Linked DNA regions of Mus musculus: regions 1 and 3 are each linked to region 2. A link is a contact called in public HiChIP or PLAC-seq and capture Hi-C data. All regions are on one chromosome and are shown on one strand. The core of a region is the stretch at or near the end of the contact, and the rest is flanking DNA. Distances in the headings are between cores, read along the strand shown. Region 1 has its middle 160 kb from the start of Gm34482. Region 2 overlaps Gm12506 (a long non-coding RNA gene). Region 3 has its middle 140 kb from the start of Gm34482.

Region 1 (4,062 bases), core at 1,543-4,042, 170 kb after region 2:
TTCCGAGCACTTGCAGTGACACAGTGACAGTGTCATACGCCACCTGGCCTAGGTAGAGGTGCACAAAGCCATCTCTCAGCTCAAGAGAGAGGAACTTTTGTTTGTTTTTGCTCATTTTTAAATTGGCTATTTTATTTATTTACATTTCATATGCTTCCTCCTCCCCAGCTTCCCTTCCTGAAACCCCTATTCCATCACCACTCCCCCCTGCTTCTATGAGGATGCTTCCCCCACTCACCACCCACTCCTGCCTTACTGCCCTAGCATTTCCCTATGTTGGGACATCGAGCCTTCACAAGATGAAGGTCCTCTTCTCCCACTGATGCCAGATAGGGCAATCCTCTGTTACATATACAGCTGGAGCCACGGATGCCTCCATGTGTACTCTTTGGTTGGTGATTTAGTCCTTGAGAGCTCTGGAGGGGGTGTCTGATTGGTTGATATTGTTGTTCTTCCTATGGAATTGCAAACCCCTTTAGCTCCTTCATTTCTTCCCCCAACTCCTCCATTGGGGTCCCCATGCTCAATCTGATGGTTGGCTGTGAGCATCCACATCTGTACTGGTCAGGCTCTGGCAGAGCCTCTCAGGAGACAGCTATACCAGGCCACTGTCAGCAAGCATTTCTTGGCATCAGCAATAGTGTCTGGGTTTGGTGGCTGCATATGGGATGGATTTCTAGGTGGGGTAGTCTCTGGATCGTCTTTCCTTCAGTCTTTGCTTCACTCTTTGCTCCTGCATTTCCTTTAGACAGGAGCAATTCTGGGTTAATATTTTTGAGATAGGTGGGTGGCCCCATCCTTCAGCTGGAGGCCATGTCTAACCATTGGATATGGTCTCTACAGGTTCTATCTCCCCTTTGTTAGGTATTTCAGTTAATGTCATTCCAGTTGGGTCCTGGGAACCTCTTGCTACCCTGGCATCTGGGACTTTCTAGTGGCTACTACCAGTTCCCCATCCCCCTCTGCTATGCACCTCTGTTCAAATTCCTGACTGTCTGTTCTCCCCCATTCCCTCCCACACTTGAACTCTTAAGGTGAGTAGCATCCTAAGATCAGACGATGCAGGTTTGAACCTGCTCAATATTTCTGAGTGCTCCTCTGCATTTCTCCAAGGGGACTACTGCTCCTTATACCTCAGCATTAACATAGCTGTTCTATGCATTGTATCAGATATGTACAGAATTATCTTGGTGCTGTCGTTCATATCTCTAATCTCCACACTCAGGAAACTGAGTTCAAAGCCATCATGGGCTACAAAATGAGACCCTATCTCTAAATTACAACAACAACAACAACAACAACAACAACAACAATACTAACAACCAACCATCCCAACTACCACCACCATCAAGAACAAAAAGTGAGATAAACTTTAAGTTGAGATAGGTGGGTGGCCCCATCCCTCAACTGGAGGCCATGTCTAACCATTGGATATGGTCTCTACAGGTTCTATCTCCCCTTTGTTAGGTATTTCAGTTCTATCTCCCCTCTGTTAGGTATTTCTTAAACTCAACTCCCTCTAAGCAAACAAAAAAGTAAATAGATAATCCAACTAAACCAAATGGCTCACCGTACATAATTATCCTTTCTATCTCCAGTGCTGTGGCTTGAATACAGGGCACTGGGCATGCTAGGCAAAGTGCTCTACCACTGAGACACAAAGCAGGGATTTTGATGGAAATAACAATAAAAACTAAACAAACAAACAGGCACTGCCCACCCCCTCCCCCAAGAGTTCTAGTGTCTGACTAGTAGAAGATTACATTCACAGGAAGAACAAATTAAGTTCTTACTCAATTTCAAATTTAGGATAATATTCCACTTACAAAGATAATACAGGGAGTTCTTGGCCCAAATACTTTTACAATATGTTCTTAGTACTAAACACGTGCAAATGCTCCTCTAGGCTGTGGGGAGCTGGGAAGAGAGAAAGAGAACTAAGAGCAGTGAGTCATCCAGTCTCCTCTACTTGTTCATCATGGGGCAGATGTGTTTCTGTCCATCCAATTGTCCAATAGCTATAGAGAGTGTACTAGGTGCTCAGCAATGATAAAGGCTGTATTGATAAAGGCTGCTGCTGCTGGGTAGATTCCTACATCAATCCGGGACTGTTGCATGCTGGCTGTACCATACCAGGAAGTAGGGATGTAACAATGAGTTGAGCATCCACACAAGTCATAATTGTAAAAAGCAGAGGGAAGAAAGATATAGGATAGAACTATGTGAGCTTTGAAGAACAGACACACTTGTCAGTTTGGATAGGGCAATCCCAGGGAGATTATGAAATGCACAATTAGGAGGCCTTGCCACTTCTAGCATGGGCTTTTGAAAAATATGTGCAGGTCTTAAAGGGGTTGGGACATTGGACCTGACTTCTGGTGATGTGGTGCCATTGACTAGGGGGCCAAGGAATCAGATCAAATGACTTCTTAACACCTGCAGTGTGTTAAGGACAGAGGGGAGAGGCTTGGAAAATTTAAAGCAAGAAGAGAAAAGGAAAAAGGGAAATTAAGATCCACGTTCTATTTAGGAAGGAACAATGTCTGAAGGATTTCTGGAAGCTTGGTTCAGTCCTCAAACATTTTGCCACTCCAGTCATCAACGGGTGCTGATTTTCAATTCTTCCTGTCATAGCAAAGGGACTTGTTCCCTAAAATGCCCTGAAGAATGTTGCAATGCTCCCAAATCAGAAACCACTTTATTTTTAGTGACTTTCACCCCTTCCTCCTGTGAGAGACTTCTTGTATCTGATAAAGGCAACAGAGAAATGGTGTGACCATCTGACCTTGTGTCCCATGAGAGGGCAGCTGTCTATGACCCAGGCGATGGGTGGGCTCTTTTTCCTATGAGCAGGGTGCCCACTCCCATTCTTATCTGCTCTTGTTAGCTTCCTCAGAAAGTCTTCGAGGTTGTGGGCTTTTAGATGATGAACGTTCTGCTTCGTCACTTCTGCATTCTGGCTTAGCCTCACACGTGTTCAAATCTCTTGTAATGAAATGATTTTCTTCATTCTTGTGGATGCATATACATTAAAATATGATAATATCCATGTCCTATTTATCACTTCTAACTCCCTCTCTGTCCTTCAAACATGCCACCATCCTAACTTTCTTTCTTTCTTTCTTTCTTTCTTTCTTTCTTTCTTTCTTTCTTTCTTTCTTTCTTTCTTTCTTTCCTTCCTTCCTTCCTTCCTTCCTTCCTTCCTTCCTTCCTTCCTTCCTTCCTTCCTTCCTCCTTCCTTCCTTCCTTCCTTCCTTCCTTCCTTCCTTCCTTCCTTCCTTCCTTTCTTTCTTTCTTTCTTTCTTTCTTTCTTTCTTTTTTTCTCTTTAAAACCCCTTCCTCTCTTCACTTTCCTCCTCCTTCTGCTCCTCCTGTTCCTCCCCCTCCTTCTCCTCCTTCTCTGATAACGCACTAAGTCTGACTAATGCTTTTCACATATACATGATTGTAGGGCTGCCAACAGGAACATGGGAAATATACCAGTGGTTATTCCTCCCCAAAAGATTTTCGCTCTCACAGCAGCTGTCAGTTATCACTAGCTCCTGAGAAATGGATGGAGCCCACAGAGTAATTCCTCCATCTATGCTAGATTTTGGCTGGCTTGGTCTTGTGCAGGTCTGGTAAATATTGCTGCTGTGAGTTCAGGAGTTAGCTAGCCATGTTGTATTCATAAGGCAGCATTTCCCAGTACTCCCTCCCATTCTCTGACTTTTACATCCCTTCTGCATCCTTTTATTTAATATTCTCTGAGCCTTATTATGTATAGACTGATAAAGATTCCCGATGTGTACCTGAGAAATCAAGCTTATTGTTAATATTTGATCAGTTATATCTTTCTGCACTGGTTGCTTCCCATTATAGAAATCACTTTCTCTGACAAGGGTTGAGAGCAGCTAGGAATATGCATTTAAACACAAATATGTAAAAGACAATATAAAAAAATGATCACTTAGCAAATTAACAAATTTACCCCTTGGCCTCATCTTCCCTACCTGTGAGGTTTTCTCTACAGTACCAGGCATGAAATTTTCTCCTGTAGAACAGGTCTCAAGTCCAGTCAAA
Region 2 (4,455 bases), core at 942-3,441:
AGCTGAGAGATAGAAGGTGAGGATAATTCAGGCCTTTAGAGGGATCTAAACCAGCGAAGACACATACATTAAGGCATGGGTGTGTCACACCCCAAGCCAGCTAGAGATCTGTATGGACCATGTATGAAGACCAAGCATGCTAGAGCAAGCATTTGCTTCCCCCCTCTGGGTTCTGCTCAGAGATGCTCAGACTCTCCTCTCTACCCTTCCACCCCCGTTTTAGCTCCCTGATTGGTTTTTCTCTATTCTTGGTCCTCTTCTTGTCACCCAGCTGCCAGCACGTCTGAAGTCTTTGTCATAGAAACAGTGTCTTTAGTTTGGTGGAGAAAAGGGAGAAAAAGGAGAGATTTAATCATTCACGAAGATGAAAACTCCAGGGACAGCTAGAAGAAGGGTTTACACAGGAGCCGGAGGTCACCTCAACTCTGCTTGGCCATCAGCTGGCTCTGTTCTTGTGCACGGCTCCTCCTTGTAGTCTACACCTCCATTAACAGTTGCAGGCGAGATCTTGTTTGTTGACCTGATCAAGTGTGTGGACAGCCCAGGCACAAGAGGACTTGCTATCATGAATGGTTGGGATCGTGGGGGTGGGTGGGAGCAGGTGGGGATTGATTAACTAAGCATAGATTAGTGTCCCATCTCTGTCCTGGGAAGAGGAATCAATACTAATCAAGCCTCATGTCTAAAAAAAAGGTTATTCTGCTGCTAAAGAAGGAGGGAGAATGCTGTACTGGCAGAACATAAAGCGATGTGCACCTTTAGACAGTTAACCTCCATATCTACTGTGTCTTCCCTCTCGCATCTTTCTTTTCTGTCCTGAATCCTTCCTAGTCTAGCCACATGTTCCTTTTTTTGGCCTGGATGGCACTTCCTCTTCCCACCCTTCAGCTCCTGAAAGACCCCCTTTCGGAAGCTCCCCTGGCTGTCCAGCCGAATGGCCCTCACCAATAACTTCTACTCCACCCCCTGCCTATTTCTTCATAGCATTACTATAATCTATACTTATCTTAGGTGTCTCTTAATTTACCTTCATTCTTTCCTACTGGTTTGTAAGCCTGTGGGGGGGTTGGAGACCGTGTCTAGCATGTCCCATGCTTTTTCTCCCTAGTGTGTCACACATAGTTTGCAACATGACAGATGCTCATCAAATATGTATGGAGTAAAGAATGAGTGGTTGGATGTTAGTGTTTCCCTTCTTTAGGGGTTGTAATAACTCCCTGGGTTGCATCCAAAGCCACATGCACCTTGTTTATTAGGTGAGTTTTATTTGGCAAATGTTCACTAAGTAACTGCCTTGTCACAGCCCCAGTAGTGAATGATCAGGGTAAATTTAGACCAGGGGGTTTTCAGCCCACAGACCTGGAGTCTCCAGAGATCAACCTGACTTCAGTTTGTTTCTTTCTGTCTTGAACAAGCCAGGGGAGAGCTCTTTCCGTGCTCTGTGTTCTTTTATAGCACACTTCCCTCCCGGGGGATGGGAGAACAGCGAGACTTGGAAGTGAGTGGCATGTGGCTTGGCTCTGGGACCTTCAGGGTCTTTGCCAATGTCACCTTGCCTTGTTGTTGCCAGTAGAATACTCAGCTCTCTGCTGGCTAGGATTCCAAGGCACATCCACTTTGGACTCTCCTCTCTCTCTCTCTCTCTCTCTCTCGCATGTCCTGTTGCTAGTCTTTCTTCCATTGTTATAGAGATGAATGTGTCTGCAGAGTGGGATAGCACCCAAGGCTTGCAAGTGCTAGGCAAGGGGTCTAGAAACTTCTGAACGCTACCTCATGCTCTGTATCATTATTTAGTAGTCAGATCTACAAGTCGATATGATATCCACAAGTGTCAGGATGTTCTAGCCCCAGGGTTAGACTCTGGGTTATGGTGTGAAGATCTCGTCTGAGGCTTCATCAGTGTTGATGTGAGCATAGTCAGGGGAGCAGGGACCCAGGTGAAAAAACCTCTACCTCACTGATTTCAGGTCTTCTCAGTTTATTGTTTATTTACAAGGTGGTGAGGGTCTGGCCTTCAGTGATAATTGTGTGTGTGAGGAACTGGCAGATCATCAACTGTAATTTTTTTTTCAATTAAAAAATTAAAATGTCCTTCAAAGGCCCAGAATTGAAAACACCAGGCATGGAACGCACTAAGCTTCTCACTTGGTCTGGACACAATGGCTAACTTCCTCTTTCCTTCTCCCCAGAGGCCCAGGGTGTTGGGCAACTGCAGGCCAGCCCATTTGACTCTTCCTCATTTGACTAGGCCTAGGGCCGAGAGAGAAGCCTTCTTCCAGGGCCTCCGTGTGAGGAAACTGTGTCCTGTCCTTGATTTCATCATTGTGTGAAGGAAAGGACTCCTCCAAGTATAGTATTGTTCTCTCTCTCTCTTTTTAAATAGTGAAAGGAATTGAACCTTAGGCCTCATGGAAGAGAGGCATGTGCTCTACCACTAAGCGATAGATCTAGCCCTTATCTCTGCTCTTTTGTATACCTCTGTCTGTTCTCGGTCGGTGTAGGCCTCATCTTGTGGTTCAAAATTCAAGAGGCTTTTTTTGTTTGTTTGTTTGTTTGTTTTTGTTTTGTTTTTAAGTCAGGGGCCCTGTTAAATGTCTGGTGAAGACTTGATTGCCTCACTAGCAAAAGGGAGTCCGTGAAGCCACGTGGATGCTTAGTAAATCTCTCTTTAAATCTTTCAAAGCTTTCTATTGTTGTTGAGTGTGTACTCATGCGTGTGGGTGTGAATGTACACATGCCCCGTGCTCATGTAAAGGTCAGAGACCAACTTTCCTTTTACTGTGGGTTCTGGGGATCAAACTCAGGCTGTCAGGCTTGACCTGTTAAGCCATCTCCCTCTCAACACTGCCTCTTGTTTTTTTTTTTTTAAAGGGAAGTATTAGGGCTTACACTTAGAGCCTGATGGATGTGATCTCTATCACTGAGGTACAGCCCCAGCCCCGTAATTATCCTACTAGGGGTGTTTGTTCCATCTCCAAACCTCTCTGAAATCTACATACTGAGGTATTGGTGGGGATGATGATAATGATGATGATGGTGATGACAATGACAGTTTCCTCCTTAGACTGAGCTGTACAGTCAAAGGCAACGAATGCTTTTTTTTTTTTTTACCTCAGCCCTGCCCTTGCCACTCCACTCAATTTTTGAGTACATACTTTGTTTCTTGAGTACACTGCAGACACCTCTCATTTTGCCTCAGGGTGGATGTGCAGCTTTGGACCTTTGGCTCCTGCCGCCATCTTTCTTTTGTTCCTGGCCTGCCATATTTCCCAGCATATCTAGGTTATTCCACCTTAGTCCTTGGCATTATTTGCATGCTTGCCTCGGACTCCAGCTTGTTGGTTTCTGGCAGAACTGATAGACTTCTCGAGTCTCCAGACTGCCTTCTGGCCTTCAGTCCCCGGCCTGGAGTGTTGAGTTGGCTCACCCTGGACTTGGATGTCTCTTGCGGCCCAAACTTGACCGTGTACTTAGTAGTTTGTTTGACCTGGCTAGGCCACACGAGGGGTACCTTGTTCCTCTGCGGATCCCTCTTCCTGAAAGCACAGAGTGATTGATCCCCCTCTCCCTCCTGACAGGTGTCCGGTATATGAGTTGCCTGGGCTTCAGCAGTAAAACAATTTTCTGTGCTATAAACACAGAGCTCACCTGCGAAGGTCAGTGTGCTCAGGGGTGTAGCTGGCAAACACAGCAGCCATTTACAATGGAGCACACCGGATCATAAATTATTTCACAGATAGCACTAGCCCCTTATTTACGGAGGAACTGGGGGAAGGGAAGACTACACACCTACTTCGTATGGTGAGAAAATGAAATTCTGTTTTTTACCCATGGACTTCCTATCATTCTCCCGATAAATTACTTCTTTCTTACCTGCCATTTAACATTGGTTTTTTTTTTTCCCTTTTGGTCGATAGGCCTACGCTGTTTCTTTCCTTCTCTTCCTTCCTTCCTTCCTTCCTTCCTTCCTTCCTTCCTTCCTTCCTTCCTTCCTTCCTTCCTTCCTTCCTTCCTTCCTTCCTTCCTTCCTTTCTTTCTTTCTTTCTTTCTTTCTTTCTTTCTTTCTTTCTTTCTTTCTCATTTGTCAGAATTCTGAACTTTGAGAGGAACTTCTTTGGTCTACATTGTCTGTGTGGAGAGTGTCTCCTAGACTAAGGCCCTGTCACTGAAGGTTAGTGAGTTTAGGAACTTACAGACATGGGTTATTTTTGTAAGAACTGCCTATACGCCCTCTTGTTTCTTACTTGGCTGATTTGAGAAAGAGTCTATCCTGGCACTCACTGGCTAGCCTGGCTATGTAACCCAGGCCTCAGATTTGTCATCCTCCTGCCTCAGCCTCCTGAGTGCTGTGACTACAGAGATGTGCTACCATGACTGGCTTCATGTGCTCTCTTCTGGTATTTGAGGGTTTCTGAGAGAGAGAGAGAGAGAGAGAGAGAGAGAGAGAGAGAGAGA
Region 3 (4,212 bases), core at 1,712-4,211, 190 kb after region 2:
GGTGTTTCCACAGCATCAGATGGACCTCAGATGTTTCCATGACTGTAATTTATGGGAAGTGCTATCAGGGAATGGCAGGGCTGGGAGACCCTCCACTTTATCCCTAGTTCCACCATTGTAGGTCCAGTGTACACCGGATGTCTCAGACAATTTCATTTGAATAAGCTTCAAGATATTTCGTTTTTTAAATTTGTGTGTGTGTGTGTGTGTGTGTGTGTGTGTGTGTGTGTGTGTGTGTGTGTGTGTGTGTGTTCAGTGCTAGAGGACAAAGTCCGGTCCTTACGCATACAGGGCAACATTTTTACCACCTAAGCCCTGCACATTTCATACTTGCTGGAAATCAGCATGCTGCATGTGCTGAGATCTATGACCCCAACATTTTGGGATGATAAGGACTGAACCCAGGGCCTTGTGAAGGCTGACTCTACTACAAAACTACATCTTTAGCACTAGATACCCCAACTTTTAAACTGCCATTTCCAAGTGAATAAGCCAAGAGTCTTGGTTACATTGTTTTGTTTGTTTGTTTTGTTTTTGTTGTTGTTGTTTTAAAGTTGATTTTATTCTGAACAACTTTCTGTTGATCTCTGTCAAATCTCGTGTTCATTAGGGCCCCACTGGCATGTTGGGAAAAGTCTCCTGGGGTGATGAGAGTGGGTTTGGGTCCTGGTTGTACCGTCAAATCCCTGTGCAACCTTGAAGTTACTTCCTCTCTAGCTCAGTTTCGATATCTGTAACATGAGGACGTTGGACTAGATCAACTTCCAGGCTCTGCAAGTTTGAGGAAGACCTGAAGACTCCCCCAGTGTTCTGCAGTGAAGTGCTCATGGTTGCTGGAGGGAGGCTTGGACACTGGCTTAGTAAGCACACAAAGCACAGCCCGTCAAGATGATGTGAACTCCAGCTATACATCAAATAAATTTCTTTTTCATCTTTTTTTTACATATATGTATATCCAACACTATACTAGGAACATGATGTTCTTTTCATGTGCTGTGTGGACTTGTGAGATGCTTCAGCAGGCGATGGCATTTGGCTCTAGCATTGCAAAAAAGAAGGTAAATAAATATAAATAAAATACCTTAAGTCACATACTCAGATGAAATTGCATATGAAATCCTTGTGAGCTAAATTCTATCCCACCTAAAAGTGGGAATCGTACTACAAAGTCATCCTCTAACCTCCATGCAGGTGCTATGCTATACATGAAACCACACACACAAAGCACATATTAGTAATATTTTTTAAAAAGTCATTAAAATAGGTTGTATATCTAAAATTCAAACTTTTCCATGTGCCCTGTACGACATTCATTCATGTTGAGAATTGTAATTCTGAAATGGAAATTAATTACAAATATATCAGCATATACACTGTTGTTTTTCATATTTGATGATCTAACTAAAGCTTTGGACTTCAATGAAATTTTCTCTTTTTGACCCCAAATACATCTTTTTGGCTGGAGCACACACTGGCATCAGAAAGAATTCTGTTGGCTGACTGTCTTTGGAGTCTCTTCATATCTATTCACACACACACACACACACACACACACACACACACACACACACACACCTGTGGTATATGCACACATGCACACACATATAAATATGCTAGTGTACACACAAAGACATACATAGCATATGCACACACATATGAGTGTGTGCATATATACATGCATGTACCCTCACACACATGCTCCTTCAATCCAATCTCGCACTTGCTTCTTTCCAGCCAGTGATTGCATGTGGCTGGTGGTTTCTGTGATTGCGAAATAGTCTTGAAATACCAGTGAAGAAAGTGTTCCTCCTGCACTTGTGGCCACCCCCCCACCAGGAACTTCAGGTTTCTTTCTGCCCCCTTGAGTAGGGAAGCACTCTTGGGGTGGCTCTGTGGAAGAAACGCACAGGCTGATAAAAGAGGCAAGGTACCTCCCTGCAACATACACACAGACAGCCCCTCTGTAGCTTCTGATGGTCCTTTGGTCCTAGTTGGAATTCTATGCATACTGGATAAAACTAGTCATGAATCAGCATGGGTAATACTAAGCCAATGCAGGGAGATGTGGGGAGACAGGAGCCCTGGATCTAGGCAGGGAGCCCCTCAGAAGCAAGCAAAGCTGAACAGCCTGTGCCTGGCGTACACTCAGCCCCATGAAGGAAGAGGAGAGCTTATCATAGACAGAAGTGAATCTGGAGGGAAGGATGATTCTGGAAGCTACCAGAGGGAACAGTGAACAATGATCTGAAGCCAGAGTAATGGTCAGAATTTCCTTAAGGATGGCTTTTCCAAAAGAGAAAGGGTGAAAGTCTATGGAAAGACTTGTTGGGCTCAGTATCCAGCTAGGAGATGACTTCTCTGTTATGTCTACTGTGCTGGCTATCAGAGAACCAAATAACAAGAAGCTACGTGAAAGGGTTGTGAGAACTGCTCTTTCTTCCTAGGTCTACTGGAAGCTCATGCATGACCTTGAGTCTCAAGGTCTATGTATATTTTGGGTTGTTTAAACTGATCCCAACAAGATGATCCAGGATTGACTACTTGTTATTTCTGCTTCTCTGAAATAGTTTCCCCATTCTCCTCCATTTCCCCCCCACACCCCTATCCTTTTAATGATTATCATTTAATAGTCTTCCATTGGAATACAGACTTTTAACAGCAGCAGAATGTATGGTTTTCTCATCTCTGATCTCCCAGAGAGCTTCAAATGAGACAACAAGATGTGCTCAACACACAGATCTAGCCAAATTTCAAGTGATGAATGTGTGTGTGTGTATGTGTGTGTGTGTGTGTGTGTGTGTGTGTGTACACCTAAGGAATACACCTGGTTCTATTTAGGGGACAAAGGTCCTTTGGACCTCACAGTCCAAGGTGACAGAGAGACAAGGAAACTGGTCATCTGTGTGAGTGAGTGGTGCTACCAGTGGTGGTAGAGAGCAGGGCAGAACTCTGCAGAAAGAAGTAGTGCATTTGCCTCTGCTGTTTCTCTGTGGAAGTGATATGTGGGGGTGTGGGGGACTTGGACTATTGAGGCAGCAAATAGAGGAAGTAAATGCTATCAAAATAGAGGAGCAAGGAGGAAATAAAAGTTCTCCTAACAGAAATGCAGAGAGGCTGGGTAAAGCCAAAGGTTGGACTACTTTTCCTGCGGGTTTTTGGAATTGGGATTACTCTCCAAAGGACAAAAATGATCAGGGAAGAGACCTCCCTTTGGCAAGTGTGACACTTGCTATTTGCCAAAAAGCAGACATGTAAGCATTCCTACATCCATCAGGAAGTATCCATGCGAGGTTGGGGAGGATGCTTCCAGAAGTTTTTTGTTCCTCTTTAGGCCACCTGGTTTGGCCACTACCGCAGATGAGGCTAGTCCCATGGTTGCCTTGTATACTCAGATCCCTATAGAGGGTATGGGGCCACCCATGCCAAAGTGTGCATCTGCACATCTAGGTTGCATAAGTCTATGGAGAAAGGAAGTGCTGATCTGAGAATAAGCAGCTAGGTTATAATCATGGCATGGGGCTTCCAGAGTGGGCTGTTTGCCATGGACTAGAAACATGATACATGCAAAATTTCCCGTTTCAATTCCATATGGACCTCCCAATTAGATCTTCCAGCATTTAGTCACAAATCCAGATACCCTTCTCCTGTCTAAGAATTTACAGCATAATCCATTTACCCTTCTGTTTGTTCATTGCTGTTGCACACTGTACTGCCACATATGTCTGTTGTCAGTAGATAGGCAATGGTTGACCAGATGGTTGGATGGATTCAGAAGGTGAATAATGATAATACAGAAAATCATTCCAAACAAATATAATGGAGCATTCTGTGAGCTATGTTATGGGGAGGGGATGTCTCAGGAATTCTGGGTCTCTGAAGATCTCTCTTCTCTAGATGAGGAAGGCAGTGAAGCACCCCAAAAGGTGAGAATGGGAAAAGGCAGGGGTGTGCTTAGTCCTGAGGTATGTTTCAGGGATAGGAAGCCATGACCAGAGTTGAGTAAATATTAGGCTAGAGAGGATAATGGAAGACGAAGCTTGAAGTCATGACACAGTGATGACATTTCCTCTTCTTATATATGGAAACAACACAGATAACACAAGGACTTTGTTTACATTGGATCTCAAGAGTTTCCTCTGGAAACTCTAGAGTTTTAAAATTGTTCATAACAGCCTAGAGTTTACTCTAATGTTCTCTTGTCATTATTAAAAG

The links. HiChIP or PLAC-seq counts read pairs in DNA pulled down with a chosen protein or histone mark. Capture Hi-C pulls out chosen DNA fragments and counts their contacts.
Region 1: a capture Hi-C map of bone marrow-derived macrophages shows a contact between it and region 2, with 6 times the contacts expected there. The contact joins two enhancer-like sites. A contact is called at or near these places in 1 of 115 datasets of contacts at active chromatin or transcription factors (microglia) and 1 of 9 other capture datasets (bone marrow-derived macrophages).
Region 3: a contact with region 2 is called in an H3K27ac HiChIP or PLAC-seq map of bone marrow-derived dendritic cells, with 4 times the contacts expected there. The contact joins two enhancer-like sites. A contact is called at or near these places in 2 of 484 Hi-C or Micro-C datasets (the C10 cell line and bone marrow-derived macrophages) and 2 of 115 datasets of contacts at active chromatin or transcription factors (bone marrow-derived dendritic cells and microglia).

The regions. Positions count from the first base shown.
Region 1 is chr4:55,795,514-55,799,575 of GRCm38.p6, forward strand. No RefSeq gene overlaps it. Among named protein-coding and RNA genes, the nearest start is that of Gm34482, 160 kb to the right of the region's middle. Within about 2 kb of position 2,793, at least 24 of the 459 cell types and tissues checked have an H3K27ac peak or open chromatin away from gene starts, as enhancers often do. A contact at or near this core is called in bone marrow-derived macrophages and microglia, where this site is marked.
Region 2 is chr4:55,621,335-55,625,789 of GRCm38.p6, forward strand. All of the region lies in intron 4 of Gm12506 (a long non-coding RNA gene), which reads left to right. Among named protein-coding and RNA genes, the nearest start is that of Gm12511, 52 kb to the left of the region's middle. Within about 2 kb of position 2,192, at least 77 of the 459 cell types and tissues checked have an H3K27ac peak or open chromatin away from gene starts, as enhancers often do. A contact at or near this core is called in bone marrow-derived dendritic cells, bone marrow-derived macrophages and microglia, where this site is marked.
Region 3 is chr4:55,814,235-55,818,446 of GRCm38.p6, forward strand. No RefSeq gene overlaps it. Among named protein-coding and RNA genes, the nearest start is that of Gm34482, 140 kb to the right of the region's middle. Within about 2 kb of position 2,962, at least 28 of the 459 cell types and tissues checked have an H3K27ac peak or open chromatin away from gene starts, as enhancers often do. A contact at or near this core is called in bone marrow-derived dendritic cells, bone marrow-derived macrophages and microglia, where this site is marked.